4 separate regions of the Sus scrofa genome follow, and all the other regions are linked to region 4. A link is a contact called in public HiChIP or PLAC-seq data. All regions are on one chromosome and are shown on one strand. Each heading gives the region's core, a stretch centred on a gene start, on an enhancer-like site or on the middle of the called end of the contact. The rest is flanking DNA. Distances are from core to core; before and after follow the strand shown.

Region 1 (2,868 bases), core at 157-2,656, 220 kb before region 4:
GGCCTTCAGCTGCAATTCAGTTCCAAGCCTAGGAACTTCTATGTGCTGCAGGTACAGCCATAAAAAAAAAAAAAAAAAAAAAAAAAAAAAAAAAAAAAAAAAGGAGTGAATCTTGTGTATCTGGCATGAAGATGCCTCTACCAGTGGCCACAGCCTGGCTTCACCTGACTTCTTAAGAAAAAACAATATGTTAGTACCACCAAGCCTCAAATACAAGTCATCTTTCTCTAGGTTACATTGCAATAACAAACAGCCAGTAACAGTAAAGCAAATCCAAAGCAATAACAAAACATTTCTGAGGCTTACAACAAGGTGTATTTATTCACTCTGTTAACATGCTGGCTTGGGATCACTGAGCAGCTCTGCTGATCTGGTCCCTGTCCCAGCTGCCCTGGGACCCCAGCCCTTGGTCTTGTGAGAGCCCTTGGTCATCATGCAGTGACTCCCAAAGCTTCTTCTTAGAAGCCAGTTCATCACTTCTGCCCACCTTCTTTTGGGTAAAGCAAGCCTGATGGCCAAGCCCAGAGTCAGTGGGAGGGATAAATATTAATTCTCCATGTGGTAGCATCACGGGTCACAAGACGATGAGAGCCGATGTTCAGCCCTCTTTCAGGAGGGATGTAAATAATTAGGAAAAACAGCCCAGTCTATCCCAGTGCCCAGGCACAAAGGAAAGAGAGGGGTCTGTTATTGTGGGGGAGGAGGCAGCCTCACCAGGCCTGTGATATTGAATGCACGATATGCTGCAGGAGTCTTGGGGGTCACTTTAGAGTGTTTGGAGGTTGTGGTTACAGTCTTGCCTTATCTGGGGTCCAGGGAGAATACAGGCTTTCAGAATTAATAAGGTTTCATTTCCACAGAGAGAGAGAGAAACAGAGCCAAAATCCATTGTACCTTCTAGGGTTAAGGCCCTTGAGCCCTTTAAGTTCTTAAAACATTTGCACTGCAGCTGCCTTTCTCCTTGCTCAGGTCCTTGAATTTCATTAGGGAGGCCCAGGGGAGCAGCTCACTTTAGCTTGCTCTGCAGCTCTTTGGCTGTTTTTCTTCCTTCTTGTCATCTTCTAATGGGCAAACTAGAAAAGAGATACTACAGTCTTAGCAGAGTGAATGGCACCCTGGAGGATTCGAGAGCAGGAAGATAGCTTACTCTGTGTTTCATGCTTTCTGGTTTCCAAGCACTGCTGTATGTCTGCGGCGCGGACACAAATTGAGCCATCACACTGCACCTTAAAATTAATGAATCAGCAAGCCTCTGTCACACAGCTCTTTGCATAGTTCTGTGTCCGCTCCTGAAGGTGATACAGAAATTTCCTCTTTTCTCAGAGATTTGCTGTTTGGTTAGAGAGCTGGTTAGCATAACTTTATGGCAGGATGTGAAATTTGCACGGTAACTCCTAGAAAGGAACTGGTTCGAGATGAATCAGTGGAGAGGCATGTGATTTCCAGTGTCTGTGTAAGACTCTACCATATGGCGGTATCATGATTTATTTAATCACCCTCCTATTCTTAGACATGTGGAAGATTTCAGTTCTTGTTATTATACATTGTATTTTGGAGTTGCCTGGTGGCTCAGCAGGTTGAGGATCTAGCACTGTCACTGCTATGGCATGGGTTTGATCCCTGGCCCGGAAATGTTTGCATGCCGGCATCACTGCCAAAAAAACAAATAAAAAAAGAACGTACTTTGCTGTAGATCTTTGTGTGTCTTTGCTTGTATTTCGAACGGTTTCCTCAGGATAGAATGTTAGCAGGGAAGTTGCTAACATTGCAAAACTATGAACATTTCCAAGATTCCTGATCCATATTGTCCAATTATTTTCCAGAAATTTATACCAGTTATGGATCAGAGTAACGTGTTACTGTGTTACCAACTTTGAGAATCAGACTTTTAAGCCGCTCCCTTTACTGCCTGTTCATTAGATCTGGATACTCTTTCAAGTTTCAGCTTAAAAATGATTTCTGCTGAGAAATATTCTGTAGGAGTTCCAACTTTTTGGTTAAATCAGTGGTTCTCTCCACTATAAGACCTTCTTGTATCAACTTTATTCTGAAATGAAATGTATAGAGGATATAAGCTCACATTATGCATGTACTTTACATAAGTAAAAATAAAGTTGTACGTGTAAGATTTAGGAGAAGTAGAGCAAAGTAAAAAAAAAAAAAAATGTCAGTATGTTAAAAGCCTAGGCAAGCTGCACTAGTCATAAATCGTTTGCTCCCTGTACTGTTTGAATCCTGCAGTAAAAATGCAGGCCATGGCTCTGACATGGCTCTGTAGATTGGTGATGAATTTCCTGAAATGGTGACCAACTCTTGGCAGATTTCCAGGAGGAGGAAAAAAAAAAAAAAAAAAAGAACTTCTTTTGATTTACACTCTACTTGTAATCCTGGAAAATTCACTGTGTATTACAATTGGGCAAAAATATTTCGCATTTAGTACGTAAAATAGAGCTATAGCTCCAATTCGACCCCTAGCTTAGAAACTTCCATGTGCCATGGATTCAGACCTAAAAAGACAAAAATAAAAAATACAGCTAGATTTTACACATACATCTTTCACTGCAATGAATGTGACACAGGTCCTAGGCTAATCCTTGCTGTGTGTGACTGTGTCTTATATTTCCAGGTATCTTTGGTCTCCAGCTACAAATTGCAATAGGGTCCCACTGCCATCATGTTAATAATTAAAACAGGAGTTCCTGTTGTGGCTCAGTGGTTAATGAACCCGACTAGTATCCATGAGGACGAGGGTTCGATCCATGTCCTTGCTCAGTGAGTTAAGGATCCGGTGTTGCGGTGGCTGTGCTGTAGGCTGGCAGCTGTAGCTTCCATTGGACCCCTAGCCTGGGAACTTCCATGTGCTGTGGG
Region 2 (3,174 bases), core at 431-2,930, 190 kb before region 4:
TATTCATCTACACTGTTATTATATAAGACTTCTGAATCCGGGAGTTCTCATTGTGGTGCAGTGGTTAACAAATCCGACTAGGAACCATGAGGTTGAGGGTTCGATCCCTGGCCTTGCTCAGTGGGTTAAGGATCCGGCGTTGCCTTGGGCTGTGGTGTAGGTCACAGATGTGGTTCAGATCCTGTGTTGCTGTGGCTCTGGTGTAGGCCAGTGGCTTCAGCTCCGATTGGACCCCCAGCCTGGGAACCTCCATATGCTGTGGGAGTGGCCCTAGAAAAGGCAAAAAGACAAAAAAAAAAAAAAGACTATGAGTCCATATTTGATGTTTTCACATAGAAGACTTTTCTGAAGTGACAACCCATTCTGCTAACGTTAAGACATTCCCCCAAATCCCACCTACTCACAACACCATTACTTAGTGTCTTTCTTTTTAAAATGATCAGCAATTTTTAGAAGCTTTGCTTGCCAAGACTTCCCAAATCCAGCATGTCTAACTTTGAGAACATAGTCCCTGAAAAAAAATTTTTCTTCCTTTGAAAATTGTTTTAACTCTCTTTCTTATCAACTAAAAAAACTAGTATTAATCAAGGTTGTTTAAGGTTAACCTTTTTTTCCAAGTGGGCACTTTTATTTTTCATAACAAGGAAGAGAAAGCTTCTTCTACTTTGAGAGACTTTGGAAGATCTTGAATGTACAGATGCCCTTGTTTTAAGGGATACTATTTGGGGTTAAAAAAAAATCTTGCTTTATATTTAGAAAATTTCAATATTATAGAAAGAGTAACCATAGTATTTACCCTTTAGAAAGTTATATTTACTAGCATTCAAAGAAAATACCCAACATAAAACAAGTATGAACTTGACAATGGTTTTGAAGTCCGCCTTCCCTCATCTGGCATTCAAGTGGTCTTTACAGGCTTAACAATGGCGTGCTTGCCTCATTCCATTTACTCGGAATAACCCCCTTTTTCTTCTTTTCACATGGAGAGGCATTGTTCATTCTTTAGAAATAAATTGAAACGTTGCTTTCAAAGCCACTTGTTCATGCCACAAACATAGCATTTATCGTATCATATTTTTATCATTGTGATTGTGTCCACATGCCCCGCTTTTTGAAGGTGTGAACTGTCTCCACCTAGTAACTGATTACAGACCTGAGGGTGTCTAGGAGTTCAGCAAGTTCAGGTTAAATGGAATATCACAGCCATCTTTTAGCATCGGCTTAAGAATAGCTCTTCATTAATGAGAAAGAACAGATTTCCAGAGAGGCCTTTTTGTGTCATCTCTATACATCTCTATGCATTTCTAACCCCTTGAACACAAAGCAGAATAGAATTCAAGGGCCTGTAGAGGGTTACAAGTTTGACAGTGAACTGGGCGCCTTATTTGATAAAGCACAATGGAGAAAGCCAGGAGAGGGGGCAGCTTTTGCACTAGACTGGAAAGGAGGCTTTGGCAGAAAGGATGAGGAGGAAAGGTGATGAAGCCTTTCTAGGGACCAGACTCAACCTCTTTGGATTTCCTTGAGGATGGAAAGGTAACACAAAGGCCCATCAGATCATTTTTGGAGGTGTTTAAAAACTGTCAAATGAAAAATACTTATTCCAACAACCATAGAGCTGCTCATCAGAGGCTGATGTTACCCACATGCCTTGATTCTTGTGCAATATTGATGGTGAAAGCAGCAAAGATACAGAATAAGAACCAGAAGTTCAGCAAAGCCTTCCAAAGAATGACACTCCTGCCAGAGGGAGGGGTTTTTTCCATTTCTGTGAGCCAAGGGGCAAGACCAGAACAGTCGCTACAATGGCTGGTTTATGATGGAAAGTCTAAAAGCACAAATAACCACTTAAGGAGAGAAAAGCCACAAACACAGGCTCTAGTTTCCATGATTTTAATCACTTCTAGTTAAAGGGTTTTCTCGAGTAACTTAGCCAAGTCCCAGTGGAGTGGCTGTTAGTGCAGAGCCAGAATTTGCAATTAACAGAACTGAAACTATAAAAGGACATGGTGCTGCTCGGACATGGTGTCCAGCTTCGCTGAGAGGTGTGGGTTGGTAAAGATCCCACTGGCAAGCAAATCTGCCCTTTCTTATTTTGTCACCTGGGCCAAACGAAATGATTCAGCTTTGGAAACAACATGCTCCGTGGGAGGAAGGGTCATTTGCCTAAAGGAAGAAGGCTGTGTTGCCCACGCAGTTTTGGGAAGTCCCCCGTAAGGATTCTTTAGTATTTGACAACTCGATTTTCACTTGTTCATTTGTATTTATTTTTATTTTATTTATTGATTGACTTTGTCTTTTTGTCTTTTTAGGCCCACACCCACGGCATATGGAGGGTCCCAGGCTAGGCGTCTAATCAGAGCTGTGGCCGCCAGCCTGCGCCACAGCCACAGCAACGCCGGATCCTTAACGCCCTGAACAAGGCCAGGGATCGAACTCACAACCTCATGGTTCCTAGTTGGATTCGTTTCTGCTGCGCCACAATGGGAACTCCCTTCATTTGTATTTTGAGCCTGAGTCTCTAGGTGAAGAAGAGATTTCTAATAGGTGATTGAACATACACACAGAAGGAATGGATTTGGGAGAAGTCAGCACGGAGACTCTAGTAGAGTCCAGAGCATGTGTTAGGTCAGCATGTGGGTGGTGAGAAGAGGAAAAAAGAAAACTATCAGGTTATTGTTTCATGGAAGCAGAGGGTAGACAGGGTGACAGTGAAGGACAAGAAGAGATGCTCTGAAGGGGTCCAGAAAGACACCCTTCTCTTCCTGGTCTCTTGTAGGTCGGTGTCTCTTCAAATGGGTCCAGGATAGGAGTCAACATACCAACCGAGCTGACCAGGCCCGTATTATCTGGTTCCTACTTTCTAGTATCATCGGCGGAAATTAAATGGGTTTATTGTTAACCAGGTCGTGATAGCGGACTATATTAAAGACCTGTAGTCTCCAGATCACTTGTACATGAGTCGCAAAGGCTTCATCGTAAACACAGGGTATCATTTCTAGTCTGTGATGTTTCACTCTCCTGCCTAAGAATTCCATCTCATTACAGTTCCTCTTAAAATCCTCATTCTCCAATTTTTAGAGCACTGTTCATTCACATAGAGCCTCACTGACCGTTGGGCTACTACTTCTTCAAAAATAATGCATAAACATGTCAAAAAGATGCTACCTGTTT
Region 3 (3,136 bases), core at 45-2,544, 140 kb before region 4:
ATAGTCTCTATGAGGAAGTGGGTTCTATCCCTGGCCTCACTCAGTGGGTTAAGGATCCAGCATTGCCACAAGCTATGTACGGTGTTAGTCACAGATGTGGCTCAAATCCAGTGTTGCTATGGCTGTGGCGTAGGCCTGCAGCTGCAGTTCCCAGTCTACCCCTAGTCCAGGAACTTCCATATGTCGCAAGTGTGGCCATAAAAAAAAAAAAAATACCCCAGTGTCTGTATGCACGACAATTTATTCATCTAATTCAGCTACGGAAGGATATCTTGGTTGCTTCCAAGTTCTAGCAGTTATGAATAAAGCTGCTTTAAACACCTGTGTGAAGGTTTTGGGGTTCCACATATACTTTTTTATTGCCTACTGTCTCTCATACACAAGTGAGGATTTTAAGCACTCAGAATTCCACATCTTAGGTCTGAAAGGACTTAGAGATGACATATTATATACAAGGAAACTGAAGACCAGGGGACCTGCTGTAGACCACTCACAGAGAGCATTGTACCTCCTACTAGGAAAGTCTTACCTAAATATAATGAAGAAAATCTAAAAATTAGAATGATGTGTAACTTGGTCCCCATGCTGTACAGTGGGGGAAAAAAAATTAGAATGACATTTTGAAGATACTACCAAAAGTTTGATGTGGAGAGAATAAGGACTGAGAATTTTTGCACCACAGTTTATAATCAGAGTATTTTTTAAGAAAAAGAATAAATGTAATAAGCTATAACCATGATTTTTTTCATTGTTTTAATACTACTTAATTAAAACTTTATTATGGCTTTATAATTTTTTGCCTAAATTAGACATGATGCATTTTCTGTTTTTTTCTTGCATGGTTGGATTTTTGAGTTTTTCCCAGTGCCTGATGCCCTCTTTGACCTGACCGAGCCCTGCTGTTCTAACAGGTTGTGGTGGAGAGCTGTCTGGCGATACTGGCACCTTCAGTAGTCCTGGCTACCCTGTGGGGTACCCCGCCAACAAGGAGTGTATCTGGTACATTCACTCCTCCCCCGGGAGTAGCATTCAGCTCACCATCCACGACTTCGATGTGGAATATCACGCAACTTGCAACTTCGACGTCCTGGAGGTAGGATTTGAGATTGTTTTCTGTGCGTTTCAGCTTGGGGAAGGGAAGTGGACATCACTCGCCAGATTCCCCACATTCTTGCCCATGGCCAGTGGTGTTCTACTCCGGTACGTGGTGATGAGGCTCCACCCTCCGTATATGATGCATGCAGACAAATGGGGTTAATATCATAGCTTGGGTTTCCCTAAAGGCAGTGCCTGCAGGGCGTGGTGGCAGGGAGTTGAAGGAGGCAGTGGTACCAGGAAGTAGAAGTGAGGGCACAGGGGAGGGAGGGTGAGGAGGAGGAGCCAGTGAAAGGGGTCCCTGTGGACTCCTTGGGCTTAATCCTGCCAGGCCTCTGAGGTCTGCTCATCAGAATCATCCCTCTAAGAAAAGTCCCCCAAATCCATTCCCATTGATGGAGGTGGCACCTGGGATTGTCAGTGCCCCACACTTCCAGTCTGAGAAGGCTTCCTTAGGAAGGGCAGTGGTGGCAGAGTTCAGAGAGGAGGCAGAGCTTGGGGCAGGACCTGGCAGTGGGCAGAGGAATCCCCCATGACTTTTTTTTTTTCTTTCTTTTTTAAAGTTCTTTTGAATCATTTTTTATTAGATTCTGCATATTAGTGATCTCATGTATTTATCTTTCTCTGACTTACTTCACTTAGATAATTTCTAGGTCCATTCGTTTTCTACAAACAGCGTTATTTCATTCTTTTTTTATGGCTGATATTCCATTGTATGAATGTACACCACATCTTCTTAAACCAGTCATCTTTTGATGGGCACATGGGTTATTTCCATGTCTTGGCTATTGTAAATAGTGCTAAATGAACATTGAGGTGCATGTATGTTTTCAAACTATGGTTCCTTGGGATATATGCCCAGGAGTAGGATTGCTAGGTCACATGGTAGTTGTATTTTTAGCTGGGTTTTTTGTTTGTTTGCTTGTTTTTGTTTTGGTCTTTTGTCTTTTTAGGACTGCACCTGCAGCATACAGAGGTTCCCAGGCTAGGGGTCAAATCGGAGCTGTGGCCGCCAGCCTACACCACAGCCACAGCAACTTGGGATCTGAGCCGTGTCTGCAAACTACACCACAGCTCCCAGCAACGCCGGATCCTTAACCCACTGAACAAGGCCAGAGATTGAATCTGCATCCTCGTGGATGTAGTTGGGTTCATTAACTGCTGAACCACAGCAGAAACTCCTGTTTTTAGTTTCTTAAGAAACCTCCATACTGTCCTCCATATGGTTGCACCAATATACATTCCCACCAGCGGGATGGGAGGGTTCCCTTTTCTCCACACCCTCTCTGGCATTTATTATTTGTAGACCCTTGATGTTGGCCATTCCAAGACGTATGACGTGATACGTCGAAGTAGGTTTGAATTACATGATAGCTGTAAGACAGAACACAACAGTGGGTTCACATTTTTTCCAATAATTAGTGCTGTTGAGTTTCCTTTCACATGCCTGTGACTTTTCCAACACGGCTGTGAATGGTTTATCTCAGATAATTCCATTGGCCTTTGAGAACCGATTGTAATCAGCTGTCGACTACAGGCGTCTAGTCATTGGATGACTTCCTAGGGCACTGGAAACGTCCGTCCCCTCTGCTATAGGGGCTGCGGTGGCCGGTCACCACAGGGTTCTGTGGTCTGGTAGACTTAAGCTCCATGAGGCCCGGGGATTTGTTTGATTTTATTTTATTGTTTCTTATGGCTATACCCCCAGAGCCACAGAGCCCTTGGCAAATAGTAAACACCGGATATATATTTGCGAGATAAAGGAGAACGTTCAAGTCTCTGATTGAACCACCGTAATAATGTACATTTTTGGGCATTTGCAAAGGGATTTTGACATCCATTTTCCAATTTGGATGTCAACTGATCCTAGGAGATCGGAGAGGAATTCGGTCCCCATTTGACTGTTGTCAAAACAGAGGCCCAAGACAGTGGATGGGTTTTTCCACAGCCACAAGGCTGGTGAGTAGAAGAGCTGAGAACTGAGTCCGTCCACTGCGACACTCTGCACGGCAGCCAGGATAAGAAGGTAGAGGCGGGCAGT
Region 4 (3,167 bases), core at 515-3,014:
TGTGCTATGCATAAAGGCTGAGTGTTGTTTGATCTCTGTATGGGGGCACACAGGTTTTGACCCTCCAATTGGTTTTGGGCGGGATGCCTTCTCTGCATGGGGAATAGGTCATAGGGCAGTGCTCTGACGAGCATGTGTCATTGGTATAGGAAAGTGCTCCGAAGAGCCTGTCTCTGGTACCTGCATGTGTCCTCACTGCTTGATCACAAGCCTCCTGCTTTTGGTAATGATAAATGGCCTGTTCTGAATCACTTGGGTCCAAGGCCCTATCCTATCCTACCTAACAAGTCCTTTGTAAAATTTCAAGGACTTCCTAACATGGCTCAGTGGTTAAGGAACACGACTAGCATCCATGAGGAAGTGGGTTCGATCCCTGGCCTTGATCAGTGGGTTAAGGATCTGGCATTGCTGTGAGCTGTGGTGTAGGTCACAGACTCAGCTCAGATCTGGCATTGCTGTGGCTATAGTGTTGGCCGGGGCTTCAGCTCCAATGGGACCCCTAGCCTGGGAACCTCCATATGCCCCATTGCAGCCCATTTTCATGAAATGCCCTGGGACTACTGATGCATACATAAAGTGCTTTCAGTAATACCAAAATAATGCAAAATAAATTAAAAGTTACTGAGAATTCTCTTTATCCTAAGTTGTTTATATGTCACATTGCTCTTTAATTTGTGACTGTCACTACTGATTAGCTGCTGATACTACTTTTCTTTCAGTAAATTACCTTTCGTTTAGTATTTTAGTTTTATGCTTCCCAAATATGACCAGAATAACTACATATTCTGAGTTAAATTAAGCTGAGTCTCAAATTAGGATATCCAAAATGAGTCACATTGAGTGAAATTATTAAAAACAAACAAAACATCACTCAGATTACAAGCGCCATTAAGTTTCTTTTCTCTTGCGCAACATAAATACTTTAAAAGTGGTGAATGTTTAAGTTTTTGTAGAATAATAAAGGCAATTTACTTTTTTAGCAAAAAAAAAGAATATGTTCATGTGAAATTTAGTTGAACTTTTTAAAGGAATTCACTTCTTTAGGGCAGTTGCAAACTGCAGCTTTGAACTTTACAGCAAGATGCAGGCAACTAAAGCCTTATGGAGCTTCCGTGTCCCTAAGGCACCAGCTTTCAATGCGTGTGTGTTCTGTTTCCTGTGCTTCATCGAGCTTCCTTCAACTACAGCCTGAAGCCTTAATGGGTTCCCTGGAGAACAGGAAAATGCTTGAAGTCAGGCGGATCCTTATCTGAAAGTACAGCTAGCCACCCACCATCTGTCCAAGTAGTGGTTGTCCAGAGATGGTTAGAGATCCTATCCAGAAGACCTGCATAAAATGTCAGCCCCCTGTAATGTCAGCAGCGGAAATGTCAGTTCCCAAGATAATTATTTGGAAATGTATCTGACTGCACTGAAGCCTTCAAGATGTTTTCTCTTAGATAATACAGCTAATTCTTATGGTCAGATTCATTCCAGCTTGAACTTCACTTGGAAGGTTAATCATTGGAGAGAAATCCTTTAGGATTCAATTACTGATTTTTAATTAGGTCGATCTGGACCCAAATATATGCTACGGGTATATATTTCCAATATGTCTTTCACCAACCATTTGCTTTCTCTAAAGCCATCCCTCTTTCGTAGGAAGTGTTTCTGATTCGGTGTGAGGGTTAGAGTGATATTTGCTCTCTGTCTGGCACGGGGAGTGTTGCACAGAGCGCTTCTGACACAGCAGGCTGGTGGATACGGAGCGCTTCTGACACAGCCGGCTGATGGATGGGAGTTCACTGGATGGTAGAACAATGTGGGATAACGAGGAAGATGATAGACTGGTGGTGCTAAAGAACACGTCAATGCTAAGGTCATACACTCGCTCAAAAACAGGAATTTTAAAATACCATATAGTAAACAAGTATAGGAAACCATTTCATCGTCTGAGTCCTCCCTTGTTCTTCCCGTATATCCTGCCATTGTTGAAATATAGAAATTGTGATGTGGCAAGAGCATTTGTTGGCAAAGAACTCTTCTTTGATGAATATTCATCTTTATATTCCCCCAAAGACACACGCTGTGGGAGGAGCAGGAGCACAGAGCAGTTGTGCCATGTTTCCATTTCCAAGTGGGTGAATCAGAGCAATTATAACCATTTTCCGTGCCACACAGACACCGAAAGATGTTTATCATATAATATCCATATAGAATGTGAATTGTATTATCCACTCATAATGTTATATTTGCTTCAGTTACTTGACTATTTATTCACACAACATTGTATTTACTCATATGATACTGACATAGAACATGAATTGTCTAATTCCCGCCGTAATGTTCTATTACTTCAGTACTTGCCTATTTCTTCATACAATGCTATATTTACTCATAAAATATTCACAGAATATTAATTGTACAATTTACTCCACAATGCCACATTTATTTCAATTACTTGATATTTATTCATACAATATTATATTTACTCATATAATATTCATATAAAATATGAATTGTATGATTCACTCAATGTTATATTTACTTCAATTACTTCACTGTTTATTCATATAATATTATATTTACTCACATAATATTATTCATAAAGAATATGAATTGTATAATTCCCTCATATAATATTGTATTTACTTCAATTACTTGACTATTTTGGCCAGGATTATCTGATGATAAGTTTAGTTCTCCATTTTCTTTATTCTGTGTGTAGATTTTATGAATTAAGCAATGTGCTCTATTACAGTTTGATAACTCAGAGTAGCTATTTTTGTACTTGTCCGCTATTGCCACACTGATGCTGCATAACGAACCATCCAAAATTCAGTGGCTCATACCACTGAAGCATTATTTTATCACTTACGGGTCAGCAGGCTGGTTTGCCTGCCTGTTCCAGGAGGCAGGCTGACTGTGCCTGGCTCCACCGTACAGACTGCGGTCAGGTCAGCTCTCCACGCAGGTACCCAGGGCGTGAGCTCTTGGTGGATCGAGGGAGCATGAAAGTCCAAGCCCAAAACACAAGCACATTTAAGGCCTCTTCCCACCTCATGACCACAGCCATTCCATTGCGTAGAGCGAGTCGTAGGGTGGAACCTAACATCAAGTGAATGGAAGAATGCACTCAGTCCATGCTCCGGCACTGCTGAGAGAGACTGCAGGGTTAGGAATCATGC

The links. HiChIP or PLAC-seq counts read pairs in DNA pulled down with a chosen protein or histone mark.
Region 1: an H3K27ac HiChIP or PLAC-seq map of alveolar macrophages shows a contact between it and region 4. The contact joins two enhancer-like sites. A contact is called at or near these places in 6 of 47 Hi-C or Micro-C datasets (embryonic fibroblasts, fetal skeletal muscle, fibroblasts and 2 more) and 2 of 2 datasets of contacts at active chromatin or transcription factors (alveolar macrophages and skeletal muscle).
Region 2: a contact with region 4 is called in an H3K27ac HiChIP or PLAC-seq map of alveolar macrophages. The contact joins two enhancer-like sites. A contact is called at or near these places in 2 of 47 Hi-C or Micro-C datasets (epiblast stem cells and skeletal muscle) and 2 of 2 datasets of contacts at active chromatin or transcription factors (alveolar macrophages and skeletal muscle).
Region 3: a contact with region 4 is called in an H3K27ac HiChIP or PLAC-seq map of alveolar macrophages. The contact joins two enhancer-like sites. A contact is called at or near these places in 3 of 47 Hi-C or Micro-C datasets (adipose tissue, embryonic fibroblasts and mesenteric adipose tissue) and 1 of 2 datasets of contacts at active chromatin or transcription factors (alveolar macrophages).

What each region holds. Positions count from the first base shown.
Region 1 is chr10:43,356,424-43,359,291 of Sscrofa11.1, reverse strand. The region is part of intron 17 of CUBN (cubilin); the gene reads left to right. Among named protein-coding and RNA genes, the nearest start is that of CUBN, 57 kb to the left of the region's middle. Within about 2 kb of position 1,406, at least 26 of the 83 cell types and tissues checked have an H3K27ac peak or open chromatin away from gene starts, as enhancers often do. A contact at or near this core is called in alveolar macrophages, where this site is marked.
Region 2 is chr10:43,319,392-43,322,565 of Sscrofa11.1, reverse strand. The region is part of intron 28 of CUBN (cubilin); the gene reads left to right. Among named protein-coding and RNA genes, the nearest start is that of CUBN, 94 kb to the left of the region's middle. Within about 2 kb of position 1,680, at least 19 of the 83 cell types and tissues checked have an H3K27ac peak or open chromatin away from gene starts, as enhancers often do. A contact at or near this core is called in alveolar macrophages, where this site is marked.
Region 3 is chr10:43,274,744-43,277,879 of Sscrofa11.1, reverse strand. It overlaps CUBN (cubilin), which reads left to right. Exons shown (of 68, transcript XM_021064811.1): 30 at 912-1,093. Among named protein-coding and RNA genes, the nearest start is that of CUBN, 140 kb to the left of the region's middle. Within about 2 kb of position 1,294, at least 1 of the 83 cell types and tissues checked has an H3K27ac peak or open chromatin away from gene starts, as enhancers often do. A contact at or near this core is called in alveolar macrophages, where this site is marked.
Region 4 is chr10:43,134,163-43,137,329 of Sscrofa11.1, reverse strand. The region is part of intron 60 of CUBN (cubilin); the gene reads left to right. Among named protein-coding and RNA genes, the nearest start is that of EPC1, 190 kb to the right of the region's middle. Within about 2 kb of position 1,764, at least 7 of the 83 cell types and tissues checked have an H3K27ac peak or open chromatin away from gene starts, as enhancers often do. A contact at or near this core is called in alveolar macrophages, where this site is marked.